Linked DNA regions of Sus scrofa: all the other regions are linked to region 6. The links are chromatin contacts, called in public Hi-C and HiChIP or PLAC-seq maps. All regions are on one chromosome and are shown on one strand. The core of a region is the stretch at or near the end of the contact, and the rest is flanking DNA. Distances in the headings are between cores, read along the strand shown. Region 1 holds the start of KLHDC1 (kelch domain-containing protein 1). Region 2 holds the start of MGAT2 (mannosyl (alpha-1,6-)-glycoprotein beta-1,2-N-acetylglucosaminyltransferase). Region 3 holds the start of VCPKMT (protein-lysine methyltransferase METTL21D). Region 4 overlaps LOC110262125 (a long non-coding RNA gene). Region 5 holds the start of RPS29 (40S ribosomal protein S29). Region 6 holds the start of NEMF (nuclear export mediator factor NEMF).

The links. Hi-C and Micro-C count contacts between places; a contact is called where the count stands out from the background. HiChIP or PLAC-seq counts read pairs in DNA pulled down with a chosen protein or histone mark.
Region 1: a Hi-C map of liver shows a contact between it and region 6, with 2.7 times the contacts expected there. The contact joins the promoter of KLHDC1 here to the promoter of NEMF in region 6. A contact is called at or near these places in 1 of 5 promoter capture datasets (fetal liver), 4 of 47 Hi-C or Micro-C datasets (heart right ventricle, liver, skeletal muscle and 1 more) and 1 of 2 datasets of contacts at active chromatin or transcription factors (alveolar macrophages).
Region 2: a contact with region 6 is called in an H3K27ac HiChIP or PLAC-seq map of alveolar macrophages. The contact joins the promoter of MGAT2 here to the promoter of NEMF in region 6. A contact is called at or near these places in 2 of 5 promoter capture datasets (fetal liver and fetal skeletal muscle), 9 of 47 Hi-C or Micro-C datasets (alveolar macrophages, brain, heart right ventricle and 4 more) and 2 of 2 datasets of contacts at active chromatin or transcription factors (alveolar macrophages and skeletal muscle).
Region 3: an H3K27ac HiChIP or PLAC-seq map of skeletal muscle shows a contact between it and region 6. The contact joins the promoter of VCPKMT here to the promoter of NEMF in region 6. A contact is called at or near these places in 2 of 5 promoter capture datasets (fetal skeletal muscle and liver), 22 of 47 Hi-C or Micro-C datasets (alveolar macrophages, blood, brain and 11 more) and 2 of 2 datasets of contacts at active chromatin or transcription factors (alveolar macrophages and skeletal muscle).
Region 4: an H3K27ac HiChIP or PLAC-seq map of alveolar macrophages shows a contact between it and region 6. The contact joins the enhancer-like site here to the promoter of NEMF in region 6. A contact is called at or near these places in 2 of 5 promoter capture datasets (fetal skeletal muscle and liver), 20 of 47 Hi-C or Micro-C datasets (alveolar macrophages, blood, brain and 10 more) and 2 of 2 datasets of contacts at active chromatin or transcription factors (alveolar macrophages and skeletal muscle).
Region 5: a Hi-C map of liver shows a contact between it and region 6, with 2.7 times the contacts expected there. The contact joins the promoter of RPS29 here to the promoter of NEMF in region 6. A contact is called at or near these places in 1 of 5 promoter capture datasets (fetal liver), 5 of 47 Hi-C or Micro-C datasets (heart right ventricle, liver, mesenteric adipose tissue and 1 more) and 2 of 2 datasets of contacts at active chromatin or transcription factors (alveolar macrophages and skeletal muscle).

Annotation. Positions count from the first base shown.
Region 1 is chr1:179,538,181-179,541,581 of Sscrofa11.1, forward strand. KLHDC1 (kelch domain-containing protein 1) reads left to right here and starts at 2,045. Exons shown (of 12, transcript XM_021101387.1): 1 at 2,045-2,550. The coding sequence starts at 2,455.
Region 2 is chr1:179,476,643-179,479,942 of Sscrofa11.1, forward strand. MGAT2 (mannosyl (alpha-1,6-)-glycoprotein beta-1,2-N-acetylglucosaminyltransferase) reads left to right here and starts at 1,822. Exons shown (of 1, transcript NM_001128482.1): 1 at 1,822-3,162. The coding sequence starts at 1,822. The coding sequence ends at 3,162. RPL36AL (ribosomal protein L36a like) reads right to left here and starts at 1,178. Exons shown (of 2, transcript NM_213917.1): 1 at 1,148-1,178; 2 at 1-444. The coding sequence starts at 413. The coding sequence ends at 93.
Region 3 is chr1:179,905,700-179,908,970 of Sscrofa11.1, forward strand. It overlaps VCPKMT (protein-lysine methyltransferase METTL21D), which reads right to left and starts at 1,740. Exons shown (of 6, transcript XM_021101519.1): 1 at 984-1,740; 2 at 776-886; 3 at 532-604. The coding sequence starts at 1,249. SOS2 (son of sevenless homolog 2) reads right to left here. Exons shown (of 23, transcript XM_021101439.1): 23 at 1,879-3,271. The coding sequence ends at 3,097.
Region 4 is chr1:179,883,122-179,886,468 of Sscrofa11.1, forward strand. It overlaps LOC110262125 (a long non-coding RNA gene), which reads right to left. Exons shown (of 3, transcript XR_002346707.1): 2 at 10-90. Among named protein-coding and RNA genes, the nearest start is that of VCPKMT, 23 kb to the right of the region's middle. Within about 2 kb of position 1,655, at least 55 of the 83 cell types and tissues checked have an H3K27ac peak or open chromatin away from gene starts, as enhancers often do. A contact at or near this core is called in alveolar macrophages, brain, fetal liver and 5 more, where this site is marked.
Region 5 is chr1:179,454,822-179,458,132 of Sscrofa11.1, forward strand. It overlaps RPS29 (40S ribosomal protein S29), which reads right to left and starts at 2,026. Exons shown (of 3, transcript XM_021101317.1): 1 at 1,866-2,026; 2 at 1,536-1,635; 3 at 102-199. The coding sequence starts at 1,927. The coding sequence ends at 191. It also overlaps LOC102723301.
Region 6 is chr1:179,669,410-179,672,485 of Sscrofa11.1, forward strand. It overlaps NEMF (nuclear export mediator factor NEMF), which reads right to left and starts at 1,816. Exons shown (of 33, transcript XM_001924630.5): 1 at 1,491-1,816; 2 at 562-630; 3 at 341-443. The coding sequence starts at 1,549.

The DNA of each region.
Region 1 (3,401 bases), core at 795-3,294, 130 kb before region 6:
CCACCAGGTTCCCTATGTTAATAACAGCAATGACGACTACTACTACAACTGCTACTACCTTTTATGAGTACTCACTTCACCCCAGAGCTGTCCTATGTGCCACTTACCTTTCTGCCTTCAGTCTGGAGCACCTCTACCCACCACCGTCAGTTCAAAGCAAATATTCTAATAACCAAGTTACATTATTTACTCCCCTTCTTAAGACCCTTTGGCCTTACAGTTAAAGTTCAGACAAGATGACAAACAGGGCTGTAAGACTGACTATTTCAGATTTATCCTTGGCTGCTCCCTACAAGCATTCTAGAGACATATGGAACTAGTTATACGACTTGTAAGAAAAAATCAAGTGTCTGCCTTTGTGCACCCCCTTGCCCAATAGATCACATATTTCCTTTCCATTTTTCTGCTGTATGTTGTCCACATTCCTACTAGGCCACTTTTCATCCCACACTGTATGTATTTCTGTACATATCTTTCCCTCTGACTAGACATTGAAGCCCTGTGCCCTGTGGTAGAACTGTGACTAATTTATCTTAAAATTCAGTTTGTCTATTCATTTAGTCAACAGATATTTATTATCTACATATTTAGTATTCATTTAGTATCTACTACTCTGAGGCTCTGGGGTGTCAATAATACTTGATTCTTAGAGGTCCCATTGTGGTGCAGCAGAAACAAATCTGATTACATCCATGAGGATGTGGGTTCCATCCCTGGCTTCATTTAGTGGGTCAAGGATCTGGAGATGCAGTGAACTGTGGTGTAGGTCCCAGATGCGGCTCAGATCTGGCGTTGCTGTGGCTATGGGGTAGGCCAGCACCTGCAGCTCTGATTCCACCCCTGGCTTGGGAACTTCCATATGCCACATATGTGGCCCTAAAAAGTATAATAATAATAATAATAATAATAATAATACTAATACTTGATTCTTGGAGTTCCTGTCATGGCTTGGCAGTTAATGAACCCAACTAGCATCTGTGAGGATGTGGGTTCAATCCCTGGCCTCGCCTAGTGGATTGAGGATCCAGCATTGCCAAAAGCTGTGGTGTAGGTGGAAGATGTGGCTTGGATCCTGCGTTGCTGTGGCTCTGGCATAGGCCGGCAGCTATAGCTCCAATTGGACCCCTATCCTGGGAACCTCCATATGCCAAGGGTGCGGTCCTAAAAGAGACAAAAAGACAATAATAATAATAATAATAATAATAATAATAATAATAATAGATTTTTTCAGAGAGTTTCTAACAGAGCCTCAGTATGAACTATCTACAGCTGGCAGGCACTTAATATATACTGAATAAATTAATAAATTAACTTCTGGGTGGTGGGCAGCCAATTTTCTTCAAAGGGAAATTCTGAACAAGTACATATATAGACACTGGTATAATTATTTTCTTCCCTCTTGGTTCTAGTTTTACTTAAGTAACAATTTAAAGCAAAGGTAAGCCAGCTTTTTCTGGAAGTGGCTGGAAGTAAATATTTTCCTGCAATGGGAGTTTTCTGGTCTTTGTTGCAGCTACTCAGCTCTGTCTATTCAACTCCATGGCTTACATGAGCTGCCAAAGACAATACTTAAATTAAGGTGGTTGTGTGCCAATAAAACTTTATGCAGAGATGCCGAAATTTGGATGTATATGATTTTCATGAGTAATATTCTTTCAATTTTTTCAGCCATTAAAAAACGTGAAACTATTTTTACTTTGTGGGTGCTACAGAAATAGGCAGTGGAAAGATTTGTCCTGCAGGCCATAGCTGGCTGGCATATGTTTTAGGAAATTCCTAATGTGTCTGCTTGCTATTTTGAGGGGTTTTGGGGGGGCTGAGCCCCTGGCCTGTGGAACTTCCCAGGCCAGGGATCAAACCTGCACCACAGCAGCCACCCAAGTTGCTGAGGTGACAATGCCAGATCCTTAACCCGCTGCACTAGAAGAGAACTCTAGAAAATACCTAATTAAAAAAAAAAGTACATATGTATATATTTAAAATTCTTATTCTCTCACATTCTCTCTCTCTCCCTCCCTCTGTGGCTATCTCAGATGGAGGCTGAATGGAAAAGGCAAACCCTCAAAAAGCATTAATATATTAATATATTGATATATTGATTTAAGTCACAGGAGCATTAAGCCCATAGACCAGAAATCCATTAGGCTAGTGGATAAAATACAGAGTTAGGCGGTACTGCCCACACAACATACTCCCAAGTGAAATCGGGATCCGGAGAAGCCCAGGAACCTCCCTTCCTACTCAGACCTCAAGCATCCCTAACTGGCACCGCCGCCCAGGGCTCGGCTTCCCGGGCGGGCTTCGGGACGGCGCAGCCGCACTGCCGCCGCCTTCCCACCAATCTCGACCCTCGACGCGTTCCGTTCGTGCGTGGAGGAGCCGGGCGGGAGGAGAGGCCGCTCCGTGGGCAAGGGGCTGCGGCGCGCCGACCGGCCGGCCCCAGCGACGGTGCGGATGGCGGACTCACAGCTGTTCTGTGTGGCCGAGGAGCGCAGCGGCCACTGCGCGGTGGTGGACGGAAACTTCCTCTACGTGTGGGGGGGCTACGTGGTAAGGGGAAGAGGCGGGACGGGGCGGACTCGCGCCGGGAGCCCGCCCGGCTTCTCGGCCCGAGCGGCCGCCTACACACGGCCCCGAGGCGGGGGCCGGTCCGTGATCCCGGCGGGGCGCGCTCGGCACCCCCCGGGGCCCCGCCCCTCCGCAGTCGACCGCTCTCCCCGCCTTGCCGGGGCTTGACGCCGCGCCGCCTTTTCCCACTAGGAAAGCCTTCAACCCCCGGCTTCCGGGCTCCTCCCACTCAGTTCCCCAGGTCCTCACTGTTGCCCCACGACCGCGGCTTGCCCAGCACTTAGTCAGTTATTGCGCGATTGAGGGTCAGTTTCAAATGCATGCGCAGGCTCAAAAGCCCAAGGATGCCATGCTTTGTTATTTTGTAAATATTTCCTTACTCCCCGCGGCGCGATCCGAAATACCAAAATCACTGAAGCATTTAAGTATTTATAAGCAAACAGTGGCATTCTTTTACCAGTGGGTAATGACGAATTTTTTTTCAAGTCTCAAAACAGACTCATGTTAGAAACAGTATGCTTAAGAGTATTATGCTTTAAAATTCTCATTACAGTGGAGGCTTGAATATGCGTATTTTTGTTTCTGTAATCAAAGGATTATAGAAGCAAAGATTCTAAAGATGGAAAACAGTTCAGGAATATATGCCAACACCTGTAGTTTACAGATTGAAAAAAAGCGAGCCGTCTGGAGTTCTACTGGAGGTATAACCTACGTTTTTCAGACTCGATACTATTATGTGACAGATGTAACATGTCTGAATCGCTTACTGAAATAAAGCACATACTGTATATGTTAAATGATTCTCAGATCTAAGTTGGTTTTTGTTGTTTTGT
Region 2 (3,300 bases), core at 572-3,071, 190 kb before region 6:
ATCACTGTATTTATTCTCATACAGGCATTTTTTTTCCCCCTATGGCTTCAACACCTTCCTCTCAAATATAGAATAAAAAAAATTCTCAAGGCTTAGAACTGGATCACTTGGCCCTTTCTCTTCTTATCTCCTCCAAGTTCAAAATGCTTGCATCTCTTAATTGCCAGCATCCTCTTGGATCTGCAGTTGGGCTCAACACATTCAAGCCTCAGCACAATCTTCTTTGTGGTTTTAGCCTTCTTCCGGAAAATTGGCTTTGTTTGCCCGCCATAGCCACTCTGTTTCCGATCATAGCGCCTCTTTCCCTGGGCATAGAGGGAATCCTTGCCCTTCTTATACTGGGTCACTTTGTGAGGCTGATGTTTTCCACACTTCTTACAGAAAGTCCTTCGGGTTTTAGGTACGTTGACCATCTTTGCAACAGGGGTGTTTTCACGATGAATACTGTGGTAAAATATTTAAAATACAGCAACAGACGTTAAACATTTTGAAATTTTAAGTTTTGTAAATATGGAAATAGTAACATTACAGAAATCATTAACGTATAAATGCACCAAATACGCATTTTCCACACGAATAAATATATATATGTGCACAACTCTTTAGAAGGCTAATCATCGGAGCAGTGATAAAATGAGGCTCACTAAAATAAGGGCCAGAGCAGCAGCATAAGGATGCCCTATACAGTCAGGTCCCCCTACTGACTCTAAGTTCCAAAGTGGGTTCCTTTGGTCCTTAATTTACCGTGGTTACCCAACAACTAAAGCGTGGTCGTGTGATAATCTACTCTCCTTCGGAAGAGTGGGAGAGTGAGCGCGAGAGCCAGTCTGGCTCCGGGTGCGGTGTAGCTGGTGCCAAGGCCGAGCCCGGCCCTTCTCTGAGGACCGCAGCAACGTGGTTTGACTTCTCCCTCCGAAACACGGTCTCCCTTCAGCGGCCCCGAAGGCTGACGTGTCCTTAACAAGTGCCTCCCGGCCCGGCAGCCGCCATGCGGGAGCCCCTTCCCGGAAGGGAGAAGCCCGTTCTTGAAATCCCCCAAGGCGGCGGGCCTCGCCCTCCCTCTCCTACCAGGGTTCGCCCGGCCACCCCGGGATCCTGAGCTTCGGGGGCTCCAGTCGAGACCGCTACCACTCCGCGTGTAGCTTACCAGTAAAACCGATGTCCACGTTCCGGGTCTCGCTCTGCTCTAGCCTCACCGGAAAAGGAGGATCGGGACGGAAGCAGGAACTGAGCCTGAGCGACAGCGCCGCGGCCCAATAAGAGGCGGGCAGCGACGCCCGGTCGTCTCCCGACGCGTCGGGGAAGCGCCAACCGACGGCCCGAGGGGCGGGCCGGAGGGGTGTGGGCCCGGGGGCCGCGGAGCTCCGCGAGCCAGTTGCTGGTTGTCAGGACAGTCTCCGCGGGAGTGGGACGAGGTTGCGTCCCTCGGTCCGGGACGTCCGGTGCCTGCGTAAGGATGAAAGCCCAGAGGACGCAGGGCCGCTGGAAGCGCAGGTAACGGAGCCGGGGTGCGGTGGGGCCGCGGCGGGCTTCTCGGACCCGTGCCGGATGGAGAGGACCGAGGCGACGCTGAGTCGCGGCTCCTAGCGGCGGGACAGCCTGAGCTGCAGCTGCCAGGCGAGGATGTGTGGAGCCCGGGCGGCACAGGGGAGCTGAGCGCCTTCGGGCCCCAGGACCCCCGGGGCCAGGGATGAGTTAGCGAGGGCAGCCGCGGAGGCCCATTCCGATCGCTGCAGGCCACGGCCGCCGCCCGCCCGCCCTTTCCGTGCGGGATCCGCTAGCTCCTTTACGCGCCTGCCCGCGCTCCCGGCCCCGGAGACCATGAGGTTCCGCATCTACAAGCGGAAGGTGCTGATCTTGACGTTCGTGGTGGCCGCCTGCGGCTTCGTCCTCTGGAGCAGCAATGGGCGACAAAGGAAGAATGAGGCCCTCGCCCCGCCGCTGCTGGACGCCGAGCCCGTGCGGGGTGCGGGCGCCCGGGCCGGGGACCATCCTGCCATATCCGTGGGCATCCGCCGGGGCTCCAACGATTCGGCGGCTCCGCTGGTCGCGGCAGCCCCGCAGCCCGAGGTGGACAACCTGACGCTGCGGTACCGGTCCCTAGTGTACCAACTGAACTTTGACCAGACGTTGAGGAATGTGGATAAGGTCAGCTCCTGGGTCCCCCGCGAGCTTGTGCTGGTGGTCCAGGTGCACAACCGGGCCGAATACCTCAAACTGCTCCTGGACTCACTTCGGAAAGCCCAGGGAATCGACAACGTCCTCGTCATCTTTAGCCATGACTTCTGGTCGACTGAGATTAATCAGCTGATCGCTGGGGTGGATTTCTGTCCGGTTCTGCAGGTGTTCTTTCCTTTCAGCATTCAGTTGTACCCTAACGAGTTTCCGGGTACTGACCCCAGAGATTGCCCTAGAGACCTGGAGAAGAATGCAGCTTTGAAAATGGGATGCATTAATGCTGAATATCCCGACTCCTTCGGCCATTACAGAGAGGCCAAGTTCTCCCAAACCAAACACCACTGGTGGTGGAAGCTGCATTTCGTGTGGGAGAGGGTCAAAGTCCTTCGAGACTATGCTGGCCTCATACTTTTCCTAGAGGAGGATCACTACGTAGCCCCAGACTTTTACCATGTCTTCAAAAAGATGTGGAATTTAAAGCAGCAAGAGTGTCCTGAGTGTGACGTTCTCTCCCTGGGGACCTATACTACCGTTCGCAGTTTCCGTGACGTTGCTGACAAGGTAGATGTGAAAACGTGGAAATCCACGGAGCACAATATGGGTCTGGCCTTGACCCGGGATGCCTATCAGAAGCTGATCGAGTGCACAGACACTTTCTGTACTTATGATGATTATAACTGGGACTGGACACTTCAATATTTGACTGTATCTTGTCTTCCAAAATTTTGGAAAGTGCTGGTTCCTCAAGTTCCTAGGATTTTTCATGCTGGAGACTGTGGTATGCATCACAAAAAAACCTGTAGACCATCCACACAGAGTGCCCAAATTGAGTCACTCTTAAATAGTAACAAACAGTACATGTTTCCAGAAACTTTAACTATCAGTGAAAAATTGACAGCAGCCCTTTCCCCACCTAGGAAAAATGGAGGGTGGGGAGACATTAGGGACCATGAACTCTGTAAGAGTTATAGAAGACTGCAGTAAAAAAAAAAAAAAAAAAAAAAAAAAAAAAAAAAAAAAAAAACGCAATCGCAAAAGGTGACAGTCTTCTATTTTTGATATTTGTCCAAACAGGATATACAATTGAATAAAAGAGTTTAGGAACTGGTTTCTGCTTTAATA
Region 3 (3,271 bases), core at 490-2,989, 240 kb after region 6:
TCAATAATTTCCCTATAATTCTGACCCTAATTTGAACATAAGTTGGCTCAATGCCCATTACTTAAAAAATGAGTGATGTCTACAATATACACAAACTGATATTTAAAAAAAAATCCTATAAATGTAATAAATTTTGCCACAGAACAATGAATTCTTTACAATACAACTTAACAGTTAAAATCACTAATGTCATATTAAATTTACTTGGAATAGCTAAATAAAAAAAAATAACAATAAAAAATCTTAGCCTTACATAGGAGATCCAAAAGGCAAAATCCTTTAAAAATTTTATAGAAGCCTCTAGTAAAATGCATATAACACTTTTCTCAAAATGCTTCATGGGCCTCTATGTTAAAATCATGAGTGTGTAAGTTGTAGTCCGTGGTGACTTTTATTTTCTCTTTACTGTATCATCAATTACAGAATAAATTTGCATTAAAAGATGTAAAAATGCTTAGACATGTGTGCTTTAGAACCCATGGAAAACGGTGTATGCAACCTCTAAACGAAGAAATTTCACTCATTACTCACCTCTTCGTAGTATATGCAGTCAGCCATCAGTATGTAGTCTGGTGGAGAAGGAAAGTCTTCTATTTCTTCCCCCCTTAAAAATGTCAACCAAATATTTTTCACTGTTGCTTTAATAACTTAAAATATTCTTGTTTTATAAACAAGACCCAGAAAATTCCCTTCGAATTAACCGTACTTACAGTGAAACACAATTTAAAGCAAACTACAAATCGTTATCTAAAAAAAGCTTAAAGGCCATACAAACCATTTCAGTACCTTGGCTTGAATAGAACCAGTGACAAGATGCTTGTTCATATTAATATTCATCTTCAGTAAGTCCTGCAATTCCTCAAGATCGGTGACTATGACATCTGCCCTATAAAATAACATTGATTGAGGTAGAGGCACAAGGTTGGGAAGCCGGTAATGGCGGTTTCTCCAACAAAGCGCCGTCCCTTCCCGCCAGCTCTTACCCGAGGGTAGCAGCCATGAGCCCCACCGCCCCGGTGCCAGAGCCCAGCTCCAGCACCGACCGCTGGCTCAGAGTGTGGGCCCCATCGCCGGAAAACCCGGGCGTTTCCAGGTATTTAGAAAGGACAATGGCAGCGTCCCAAACAACGCAACCCACGCCGCCGGAGCCATACTGCTGCAGTCGTAACACCGTGCCATCTCGCTTCTCCAAAACTCGCACAAAGTTCAGCAGCGTGTCCTCCTCGGATGACTCCAGAGTAGCCGCCATCGCTGCCTGGCAACAAGATGTGGCGCACACAGTGACATCACAACCATGCGCACAGCCCCGCTCCTCGACTGGCTTGGGGCCCCGCTTCTCCTGGCGGAGGTGTTGGCGCCAGAGCGCATGCGCGAAGGCAGAGAGCCCGGAAGGCAAGGCTCCACCAAAGTGCCTACCCCGTGGCCAGGGCTTCCCCTAGGAGCGGAACTGACACGTTCTTCCCAAAATTTCAAGTCTGGCTTCAAGAACTGACAGTTTAGATCAATTTTCCGGACAAAGCTAGTATTATAATCTGCTCTTAAAAAAAAAAAAGCCAACCTGAGTATTTTTACCTGGTTGGAGACTGATTCACACAGCATTTGCCGGCCTTAAATCCAGGCAGCTTCCAAGATTCTACCGAGGATAGCTATCATCCTACTAATTTTAAATTTAGGAGGATAAGATTTTCTAACATGCTAATTTTTCATCTGAATGCAGTAACAGTGAAGGTAAAGTTATCCCTCCAAAGTTTACATCACTTGAATTCTTTAGGATTATGGAATTTTAATTGCACAAAATAGGGAAAATAATTTATTTCTACAGAACTCAACAATCTTACCCCCTTGTTCCATATAATGAAAACACATATTTTAAAAGTCTTTAAAAAATTAAGACTTGGGTGATTTATTAATCTTGTTAGAAACTCTGATACAAAGCACAGTAAAAGGCCACTGACCAGTAAATAAACAACGTGGCTTCTGACTACTTTACAACTGCTGCTGTGGCACTGAGAGCAAAACACACTTTTTCATCACTTTGAGGGAAGGAGTCCAAATCAAATGGCAAATAAAAGTTTTACTCACTTTTCTGATTAAAAAGTTTAATAAAGCTTTAAGTATATGCTGGTTTAAATATTACCAATCTAAAAAAATATTTTAAAAAATTTTATTAACACAGGATTTACAGGGAAAGTTATTAGGTTTTCAAGGCAATGCAGTTGGTTCCTAGGCCATAAGAAACTTGTCCTCTGAATTCATGAATTAGTAAAGTAGCAGATTGTATTATAGGCCTTAAGTCACATAAACTTATATACATTATTAGCACTGTCTTTAAATATACAATATAAACAAAACTGTACATATATGGCATATTAACTTTACATCCCAAAACAATAGGCAACTCGTTAGCTAAAGACATCATAGTCTGCAAAAACAAAAAGGCACATCTGTATAAGATATATGCCCTTTTTCCCTCTATGATTGGGTTAGGTAGTCTGTTTACATTTTGACAAAATAATAAACACAGTGCATTCTATTATTTTCATTCTCTTTTTCATTTTTGTCTTCAGCAGCAAATTCTGGCATTTAAGACATGGCATTAAAGAGTTTAAGAACAGTGGGTGTTATTCACAATTTTCCTAAATGTAAAAACTAGATGTAAAAACTAGAAGATGGTCAAAGAGGCTTAAAAAATCAGTATCACTCACCCCCCCCATACGTGTGTAAATTCACTGCCTTAAAAAGTCATCTATTACTCAAATTTGAAAAATTCCACAAATGCACTATCCCCTTTCAGTGCAATCAATTATCACTTTAAACCATATTTTAGCAGAGTCTACAGTGCAAATATAATTTCTTTATACTGGCCTTTTGGCAGCACTGAGGATCTAAGACAAGGCAATGCTACTGATCACCTGAGGATAATGGTAAAGGACTTCTGTATTTTCATTTTTCCAATTTTTAAAAGCTTATTTGATCAGTAGCATTTTTGTAAGAGCATTATTTTTAAAAAGTACTAAAATACTATGCATTTTTGAATAAATTAAAAAAAAACTTTACAAATACCATTCCAGTGTCAATGACTACATATGGCTAAGGTCATTGAGGAGTTTCTGCATTTTCTAGCAAAGGCAGTCTATACAATGGGGGGTGCGAAAGCTCCCGTTTATAAGTCTTTGGTGGCAGTTTTGGTAGGTGAGGGCTTGAATTCTGCCTTGGTGGAATGGGGGGGGCTTGAGGATGAGCGAGATTATTTTGACTAGAACTGAGCACA
Region 4 (3,347 bases), core at 405-2,904, 210 kb after region 6:
CTCATTTACCTTGGTGGTGGCGGCAGTGGCAGTGCTTGAAAGAATCCAACAGAGCATTGGAATTGATGTGTCAGAAATTCCCATCTGCTCCTGCAGAAAAGAGATACCCTCTCAGTCGAGTTTCTAGGACATGGCAGTTTCCCTGCCTTGCTGGCAGGATATGGGGTTCCAGAAAAGGAGGTAGTTGGAGGATCCTGAGCAAGCCCTTACCTGTCTATACCTGAGTTTCATCAGCTCTAAAACAAAGGAATTGAATTAAATGGTGCAGTGGTTCTTTCCAAGCTAAAAGACTACAAAGATATGAACCCTGTCTCAGGAAGCTGGGCTCTTTTTTGTTTTGTTTTGTTTAACCTATGCTGAAATACTCCCCTCTGACCTTAACACTGCCACATGCCTAAATACAAAGACCTGGTGAAATAATAATAACAGATCCCAGTTACTAAGTACCAAGTGCTTTATATACATCGTTACATGAATGCTCACAATAAATCTTTGAGGTAGCTATTAATTTTTCAAATACCCAGAGAGAACCAAACGGAAGGCCAAAGTGGGAGCCTAGATTCTTCTCTGTAAAAGAGGAACCTGGACTGGATGGGTAAGGCCCCTTCCAGCTTTAAACCATCTGTAGTCTAGAGTCAATTGCATTTTCCCCCAAAGTCAGCCGCATTTGGGGTGGTGGTCCTGGAACTGAGCAATTCCTGTGGGGTTCTCCCTGATATACAAAGTATGAAATGGCAACATCATCCTTGGCCTTCTACTTTGCAAATTTGTTTTGTGTTGGCCATGCTGGTTTTATGAAGCAGCTTGTGAAGGTGCTTAGAGACCTTGAGAGCCTCCAGGGAACACATTCTGTACATTTGATTTAAACCTCCTCCCTTCCTCTAAAAAAAAAAAAAAAAAAAAAAAACTCAGTCCCCTCCACAGTTTCACTCAGGAGAGAGATTCAGCTGAGTTCCCCTCCTGTGGCTTTTCAGCTTGCGTCAGGCCGCTGGGCAAGGCTGAACCAGAGCTCGGAATGACGTGACCTCACTTTTGGTGTCTGGTTTCAAAGCACTTATTTAAGGCTCTGATTCTACTGCAGCTGCACATTTTCTGCGCCATTCTCTTCCATCCCTGCCTTAAACGTTTCAGTCTACCCAGCCAAGCTCTCTCTCTCTCCCCGTTTCTCTCCCACACATATTCTCATTCATTCCCCATCTCTTTGAAGATGTTTCATAGTTGAAAATAAACACATCAAAATTAAGACGGTTCCCTGTGACAATAAAGCATATACAGAAGTGAAAGCCAGAGTTCTTAAAACCTCAGTCATTAGGGAATGTCTTTGAAACCATCCTCCTCTTTACAAGGCTGAGAGCTACAATAAATACAACTCGTCAGAGACTCAGACATACTCAGAATGAGAAAGGCACACATTTATTATGAGCAGCTGCATTCATCTGAGTTCCTGGAGGGGTGTGGGGGAAGACTGGCATTCATTCACTGCTCTGGAAGAACCTGATGCCATCTGCACCCAGAGAAGCTTGTTCCCAGCACCATGTGTAGAACCCATCAGGCAGGGACATCTACACAGACATGACCAACTTCTCCAGGGAGCTGGGTGCACTGGGCCACCAGGGGCTGGACCCAACCCTGCATCCTGTTCTCTCCTTGGATCCACCAGCATCTCGGAGTGGGCGGGGCCGTGGAGGAGGGCTTCCAGAGCAGTTCTCCATCCTCCTACTCCACACCACTCCTCCCCCAACCCCAACCCTCCAAAGAAACATTTTAAGGGCCCTAAGTCTGCAGTCTGCCTTCCAGGTGGAAGAGGGGCAGGGCCCAGCCAAGCACCTTTAAACCCCTCATCCCTCAGGGATTAAAATCCTGCCATCTGTGAAAAGAAGGCACCACTTTATTTCCGTCTGGGCCATCACTTGGGTGGGGCTTTCCTTCTAGATAGTTTTTAACAAATAGAAATACAGACCACGCAGTTAAATTTGAATTTCAGATAACAAATATGTTTTGGTATAAATATGTCCCCAACACTGCAAGGGGCATGCTTATACTAAAACATTTTTTTGTTATTTATCTGAAATTCAAATAGAACTGGGTGTCCTGTAAGTTATCTGGCAACCATACTCCCCTTAGTCTTCTCTCCCCCCAGGCCTTTCCAGGGAGTGTTTATTTTTGCTGTGTGTGCTCATACAGAAAGTTTTCACTTCTGATTCTCCTGGGATTCCTGGCGAAAAGGCAAAGACTTCAGGCCACATCCACTGAATGTGGTAAGACCCAGAAATACACATTTTACCAAGAATCTAGGTGCTTCTGATGCATATGTGTATGTTATCTATTGCTTCCTAACAAATATCCCTAAAACACAGAAGCTAAAAACAACCAACACTGATTATCCCAAAGTTCCTATACATCAGGAAGGTGGGATTGACTTAGCTTTGGGATTCTGGCTAAGGGGTTCTCATGATGCTGTAATCAAGGTGTTGGTTCAGGCTGCAAACACTTCCAGACTGTGCCTGTGCTGGAGAAGCTGCTGTCAATCAGGTCTTTTTTGACTTTTAGCTGAAAACATTGGTTCCCCATCACATGGCTCTGCTGGATTTTCCCCCAAGCTAGGGTGTGTGTGTGTGTGTGTGTGTGTGTGTGTGAGAGAGAGAGAGAGAGAGAGAGAGAGAGAGAGAGAGAGAGAGAGGGAGAGAGAGAAAGAGAGACTGAGACTTTTTAAGACAAATCCAAATCCAGACTAAGAGAAATTATCCATATTGAGAGGCAGGAATCTTTGGGGGCTGTCTTAGAGGCTGTCCACCACCACTGTCAAGTTTGATAATGACTATTACAGATTAGTCCTCAACACACTGCAACCAAAACCACATTTTAGAAATAGGAGACAGTCCCCATTGTGGCCCAGAAGAAACAAATCTGACTAGAATCCATGAGGATGCAGGTTCAATCTGTGGCCTTGTGCAGCGGGTTAGAGATCCGGCATTGCCCTGAGCTGTGGTATAGGTCACAGAGGAGGCTTGGATCCTGAGTTGCTGTGGCCGTGGTGTAGGCTGGCAGCTGTAGCTCCGATTGGACCCCTAGCCTGGGAACCTCCATATGCCATAGGCACAGCCCTAAAAAGACCAAAAAAAAAAAAAAAAAAAAATTAAAAAATGGGAGGCAAAGCCTTTTTTTTTTTTTTTTAATTTATAGGGCCGCACTCAAGGGAGTGGCATATGGAGGTTCTCAGGCTAGGGGTCCAATCAGAGCTGTAGCCGCCGGCCTACACCAGAGCCACAGCAACTCGGGATCCGAGTCTCGTCTGCGACCTACATCACAGCTCACAATAACGCCGGATCCTTAACCCACTGAGCAAG
Region 5 (3,311 bases), core at 776-3,275, 210 kb before region 6:
TTTTTCCACTTCAGCTTCCATTGGCACTTTCCCTCCTGTTGGATGACACTGTAGCAATCGATCTTGATACTGATATTCCATTCACACTAAAACACTCATAATTAGTATTTTTAAATGTTTATTTTATATACAAAGCACTAACATTGTTTCTGCATAAGGTGGATGTCCTGGATGACCCATTCAAGGAAGCTTAGTCCAACTGGAAAAAAAAAAAAAAAAGGCAGACAGAAAAATGAATTAATTCAAAATGCTTTTAAACGTTTTATTCTCAGAAAAATGGCTCACTATAGAATGAGTTTAACCTGAAAATCTGACCCACCCAAAATATCAACATCTAAAGATTTACTAAACACCTACTTCAAGTTGCTCCACACATCTGTTATATTTTAGTCAGTGAATTTCATTATTGATATTCCCCCTTCTATGCTCAAAGAAATTACCCACTAGAAAAACACTGCTACATAAGATGGTCATTAAGTAACTAATCACATGGGTAATATCTTGGTACTCAATGTGTGCCAGACACTATTCTAGGAGCCATTCATAACTCATTTAATCCTAACATCTGAGAAATGGGTCACAAACTTAGTGGACTTGAAGCCACTCTCTCATCTGTGTTATGCTACTGACAAGTTATTTAAACTTCCACACTGTAACACAAAACATGTACTTGTTAAGCATTTCGTCCAAGCCAAAAGTTTAAGCTCAAGATATTTTGCCTCTGTCACATAAGTGTCACATGAACAATTATTACCCACAGTAATTCACCAAAATAAGAACACTTTTTTGGCTGCACTCTCGGCATGTGAAGTTTCTAACCAGGGATCAAACTTATGTCACAGCAGTGACACCACCAGATATCTTTAAGCAACTGAGCCACCAGGCAACTCCCAAGCACATATAGAGAAGCAGGTTCTACTTAATTACTGAGGCCTAACTATGAATCAAAAGGCCAGAGATGCAGCTCAAAGACCCAATAAGAAATGTTTTCACCTCTGAGCTTCATATATACATTAATTTTTGCAACAATACTGCCATTTAGCTTCCACAGGTAAAACCTTTGCTTCAAGACACGTGACCCAAGTCATTATGACTACCTGCCTGAATCCTCAAAAAACATACATGGCCCCAAACCTCAAGCTCATTCCCCTACATGACGCTAACTCGTAACTCAACATTTCAAGACAGTGGTCAACTCATGTACTTTGCTTAAAAATAGCTAGATAGGATTAGAGATCTAATGTTGAATTTTAGCATGGTTTCATAAAAGTAAATAGTTTTATACACACTTTACACGGCACCTCGAACTGGCGAAAATGGTAAAATGGGATTACAAAGACTTCTTTTAAGGCCTTCACTGCATCCCCGCCATTCTATTCACATGGCTGCCACAAACCCTGAACAGTGTCATCCTCTACCAAGAACAGCGCTGCTAACTAAACGCAGAAAACGTCATTGGCCGAAAGCCCACACCAAGGAACTACCCCTTGTTGGCCTCTCCCAGAAATAGGAGCATGCGGCCCGCGGACGCATACCTTGATGAAGCCAATATCCTTCGCGTACTGGCGGAAGCACTGGCGGCACATATTGAGGCCGTATTTCCGGATCAGACCGTGCCGGTTTGAGCAGACTCGGCTGCAAATAGAAAAAATTAACGCAAGTCGCAGAAAGTAAACAATTCGGCACTCAGAGAGCCACCACCCACACTGCTGGTCACCAAAGACCCATGAGAGGCCTGTAATGGCGGCAATCAAGCTCCGATTCCGTCTCCCCCCACGCGCAAACCTGCGGGGCTCCGCCATTCTATTTCAAGCAGCGTCGCGCCCCAGAGGAACCCTTCCCTGAAGCGACATTCTGTTTCTCACCAAGAGCGAGAACCCTGACCGAATTTTCTTGGATGGCTCCAGTAGAGCTGCTGGTGACCCATCTTGCTCTCTCGGCTGCAACGAGGCAAAAGGACAGACTTAGCGCACGCATGCGCTCTTCAAAATTTTGGACACAGTTTACCCAGAAGGCAGTGCGGACCAGTGACGCGTGCGCAGTGTGGCCACGCTGTTCCTCGGGGGTGGGAGTGAAGAGGAAGCATGGAAATAGTCTGGGCGGGCCCTGCTGATGACGTCACCACACCGCAGCCTCTAGTTTTGTCTTGCGCCTTCTGCCACCGCCGGGCGCGGTGGCGCGCGCCTGTAGTCCCAGCTACTCGGGAGGCTGAGGCTGGAGGATCGCTTGAGCCCAGGAGTTCTGGGCTGCAGTGCGCTATGCCGATCGGGTGTCCGCACTAAGTTCGGCATCAATATGGTGACCCTCCGGGAGCGGGGGACCACCAGGTTGCCTAAGGAGGGGTGAACCGGCCCAGGTCGGAAACGGAGCAGGTCAAAACTCCCGTGCTGATCAGTAGTGGGATCGCGCCTGTGAATAGCCACTGTACTCCAGCCTGGGCAACATAGCGAGACCCCGTCTCTTTTGGAATAAATTTTTCTTTTGAACCCTCAAATAATTGATCTCAGTATTCTGCTATTTTCCTCTTCAGAATCCTTCACATTTTTTTAAATTAAAGTCTTAAACTCGTAAAGGAAAAAGGACGTTTGCCTCAACTCTACACTGACCCCTACTGGGATAAAATAGCAAAAAAACTTAAAATCAACTGTAATAACTAGGAGTCAACGGTAGGAGTTCCTGTTTTTAAACAGAATACGTTTTCAAACTTATTTTTAATTGACACACACCATTCCAGAAAAATGACATGAGACTTAGGATGTTTAATATTTCAGTGTAGTTAGTTAAGTTTAAAGTTAAGAAACAAGTAAATATCCAATGTATGTTGCTTTGACCAAATGATCTGGTAACAAAATAACTAGCAAGAATCACACGCCTTCTAATAATCTGCCGAAAAAGTCTCTAAAATCCACGTGGTCATTTATAATGTCTGTAAATAAACGAAAAATTAAGTATGAATCTAAAATAAGAGCTTTAACTAGAAATATAAAATGTACCACAGGGTGCAAAATATAGGAAACTTTTATGCATGAATTCTTACATTAGAACTGAAACACTACACCTCTTAAAGGTACGTTATTTCAGGATTATGAAATTCCCCATCCAAATTGGGAACTTTTTTACATAATGAAGGAATCAAGTCAGAGACTGAAAAACCAGATATGGCTTGATCCTGCTCTCAAAACAAATGTAGTGAGGAAAATAGTATTATTACCTGAACCCTTCCTTTCATTTTGTCTCTCTCTCTCTCTCTCTTTTTTTTTAAGAGCCCTTTCTTCCAGATTCAACTTCTGCCACTCAGTGACACGTATACA
Region 6 (3,076 bases), core at 566-3,065:
TAAAAATGATGCTCTAGAACAATTGATGCTGGTCTAAAACAGAACTGTTTTGATAGTGAGAAGTGTAGTAGAGGTAAGGGACTCTTATGTCCAGTGTTAAAAAAGCTTTCATTAGAACAGCAACTGTGGGGACAGAAAGATGTGGAGCACAATGGGATGTAAAGAGTAAAAGGGACACATTAATAAACATATCCTTTATTCATCTAGTATCTATCAACTACTCTACCTTTATCTCTATTTTATTCATAACAGTGAATAAAAACTAAAGTTTAAAACTTCAATGGTCAGTGACCAATCTCAGGGCCTTAAGATTTTGCTTCTAGTATAACTTAAAATTTACCTTCATGGCAAAGCTAGATGGCATCATATTCTTAGGCCACTCAAATTCTGTCGTGTGAATTCGTATGCCAGATTCAAGTAAAAGTGTAGCTTTAAAGTCTGGTCTGTAGAAGGAAAAAGTCAAAATTTTCTTTAGGGCATTTGCCAGCGCTAACTCATGTTTAAAAAAAAAATCTCATATTTAATTACAAAACATCTAATAAGCCTACAAAATGCTCTTACTTTTGAAGACGAATAAGATATGTCTTATTATCCACATCGTAAACATTGTTTACTCTCATTCCTAGCAAGCTGCAAAAAGAAAGGAAACATATAACAAATCATAGTACCACTTGAAACATAAAACCTCACACAATTTAAATCTGTAGGCGGAAGTAGAGTCTTCGAAAAAGGAGATCTTCGACTCTAAAGACAGGGACTCAAACAGGGAGCACAATCTGAACGCCATCAGGCACTCAGCTCAAAACTTGAATTTAACTACTTTAGAACAAAAATGGCTTATCAGCTCTAGGAATACCATACAACGCATTGAGTCTTTAAAATGATCCAACATTTTCTAAGGAAATATAGTAAATCGATTCCACTTAATTTATTTTAAAAGAAAAAACGCAAACAAGACCCTGGGAAATATGACAAAGCTCAAATATGACAGGTGAATAATAGAGACCAGACTAGACGCCAAATCTCACGCGAATCTGCTACCTCCAGCTAAAACGGCGATACTGGTCTGTCTTTGGGATGAGGAAGAGAGTCTAACAAACTAAGGGTCGGGTCTGGAAACCTCTGGAGCAAATGACTACTCTGGCGTCCTGGCGTCCAACTGGCGTGTCGGTTTTCACTAAACGTAGCTGCCAGACCCAGGCGACTCAGGACAGTAAGACGTGAACCCGCCAGAAGCTGACTTAAGACCTGGCAAGACTAGCAGCACATGAGGCACTCAGCTGCTGGGGTCCCCCGGGTCCCCCCCGCCCGGGTATCCTGAGGGCCCGGGAAAGATGTCACGCGCTCGCCCACTCAGGCCTAACCAGGTCCATAAAGGGCTGCACTGGGGGGACCGAGGGGAAACACCAGGCCAGTCTTGTCTCCACCGTGGGGCTGCGACTCTGCCTCCTGCACTCCCCGCACGAGCCTGGTCACCTATCGTACAGTACCTGGCATTCAGCTCGGCTAGTACCGCGCAGAGGTCAATAGTGCTAAAGCGAGTCTTCATGGCGAGGTACGAGAGAAGATTCTGCAGCTTCCTCCACTGCCGGCCTGACTCGACGCCGCTACTCTTATGCGCAGGCGCACTTGGCGGATCTACGGCCGCGCAGAAGGGCCAATATTCCTTGAAGCGAACGTGTTTGCATCGCTTTAGTGAAGTGTTTGAGTGTCAGGCCGTCATCAATTTGTTTTTCGTTGCTGGTTTTCGCACCAAAACCACTCGAAATAGATCCAAACTGTTCTCTTGAAACTGCATTCTTTCCTGAAAAGCTTACGGACTAGTTTAGTGACTTTGCCCCCTTGTGTTTCGGGACTCAAACCAGCCTCCATAGTGACCCCTGCTGGTCGTAACAATTTATGAGAGGAGTACTGGAAGCATTTCCCCAGGCGGGTAGTGAGGCTCTGTGTATCAAAGCCAGGAGGACCCCTTTTCCTGCAGCTTACTGTTTTGAAATTTAACCGAAGTGGATTATTTCATTTGCCCTACAGGCGCCCTCAATGATCAAAGCAAACCAACTCTCAATAAGGAGTTCCTTTTTTGATGAGTCTTGCTCTCCAAAGACCATTTTGCCATTATTGTGGGATTCTCATCCAATCTAACTGTTGGGAATCCCCTTTTGGGACTCAGCAGGGGGTCTCAGCGTAGTACCTGGTATACAATAGGGGTTCCATAAATGATCGGCAATCAAAATATTCAAATATTTCGCTAGATAATGGTGAAATAAGATAAAAATAAAAATAAGACAAGGTTGCCCCGCCAAAGGGGTTTCAAGGGTCGTGCAAGAATGGTTTTTTGTTTTTGCACTGTAATAAATACTTGGGAAGAAAGCAATTTTAAGATAAGAACTCAAAAGAGACAGGGTCTCGCTATGTTGCCCAGGCTGGAGTACAGTGGCTATTCACAGGCGCGATCCCACTACTGATCAGCACGGGAGTTTTGACCTGCTCCGTTTCCGACCTGGGCCGGTTCACCCCTCCTTAGGCAACCTGGTGGTCCCCCACTCCCGGGAGGTCACCATATTGATGCCGAACTTAGTGCGGACACCCGATCGGCATAGCGCACTGCAGCCCAGAACTCCTGGGCTCAAGCGATCCTCCAGCCTCAGCCTCCCGAGTAGCTGGGATTACAGGCGCGCGCCACCGCGCCCGGCAAGAAATCTGGACCTAGGAGGATTCTAGAGCCTACAGACTGAGTGTCGTGAGCAGCAAAATTCTCACCAGTAGACGGCGACTCTTAAGTTAAAAGGGCGCGTTCAGCATTTCAAAAGAAACCAGGAATTGCAGACTCCAAGAGGCTGCTGTAACACATATAGCGCAGCACTACTGCATCAAATGGCACAGTAAATCATGCAGAATAGCTCAAGATATGAAATAAGCTATTTGGAGGGTTTAGGATAGACTGTAGCCAAAACCGTAAAAGCGACAGGTCTAACTGTACATAAACAATACTAAAGTTCTTATATTGACAGTAAAGGCATTCCCCAAAGAATGCCTAAATATTTTGCATAAAATGCAATACATGTGTAAACTCCAC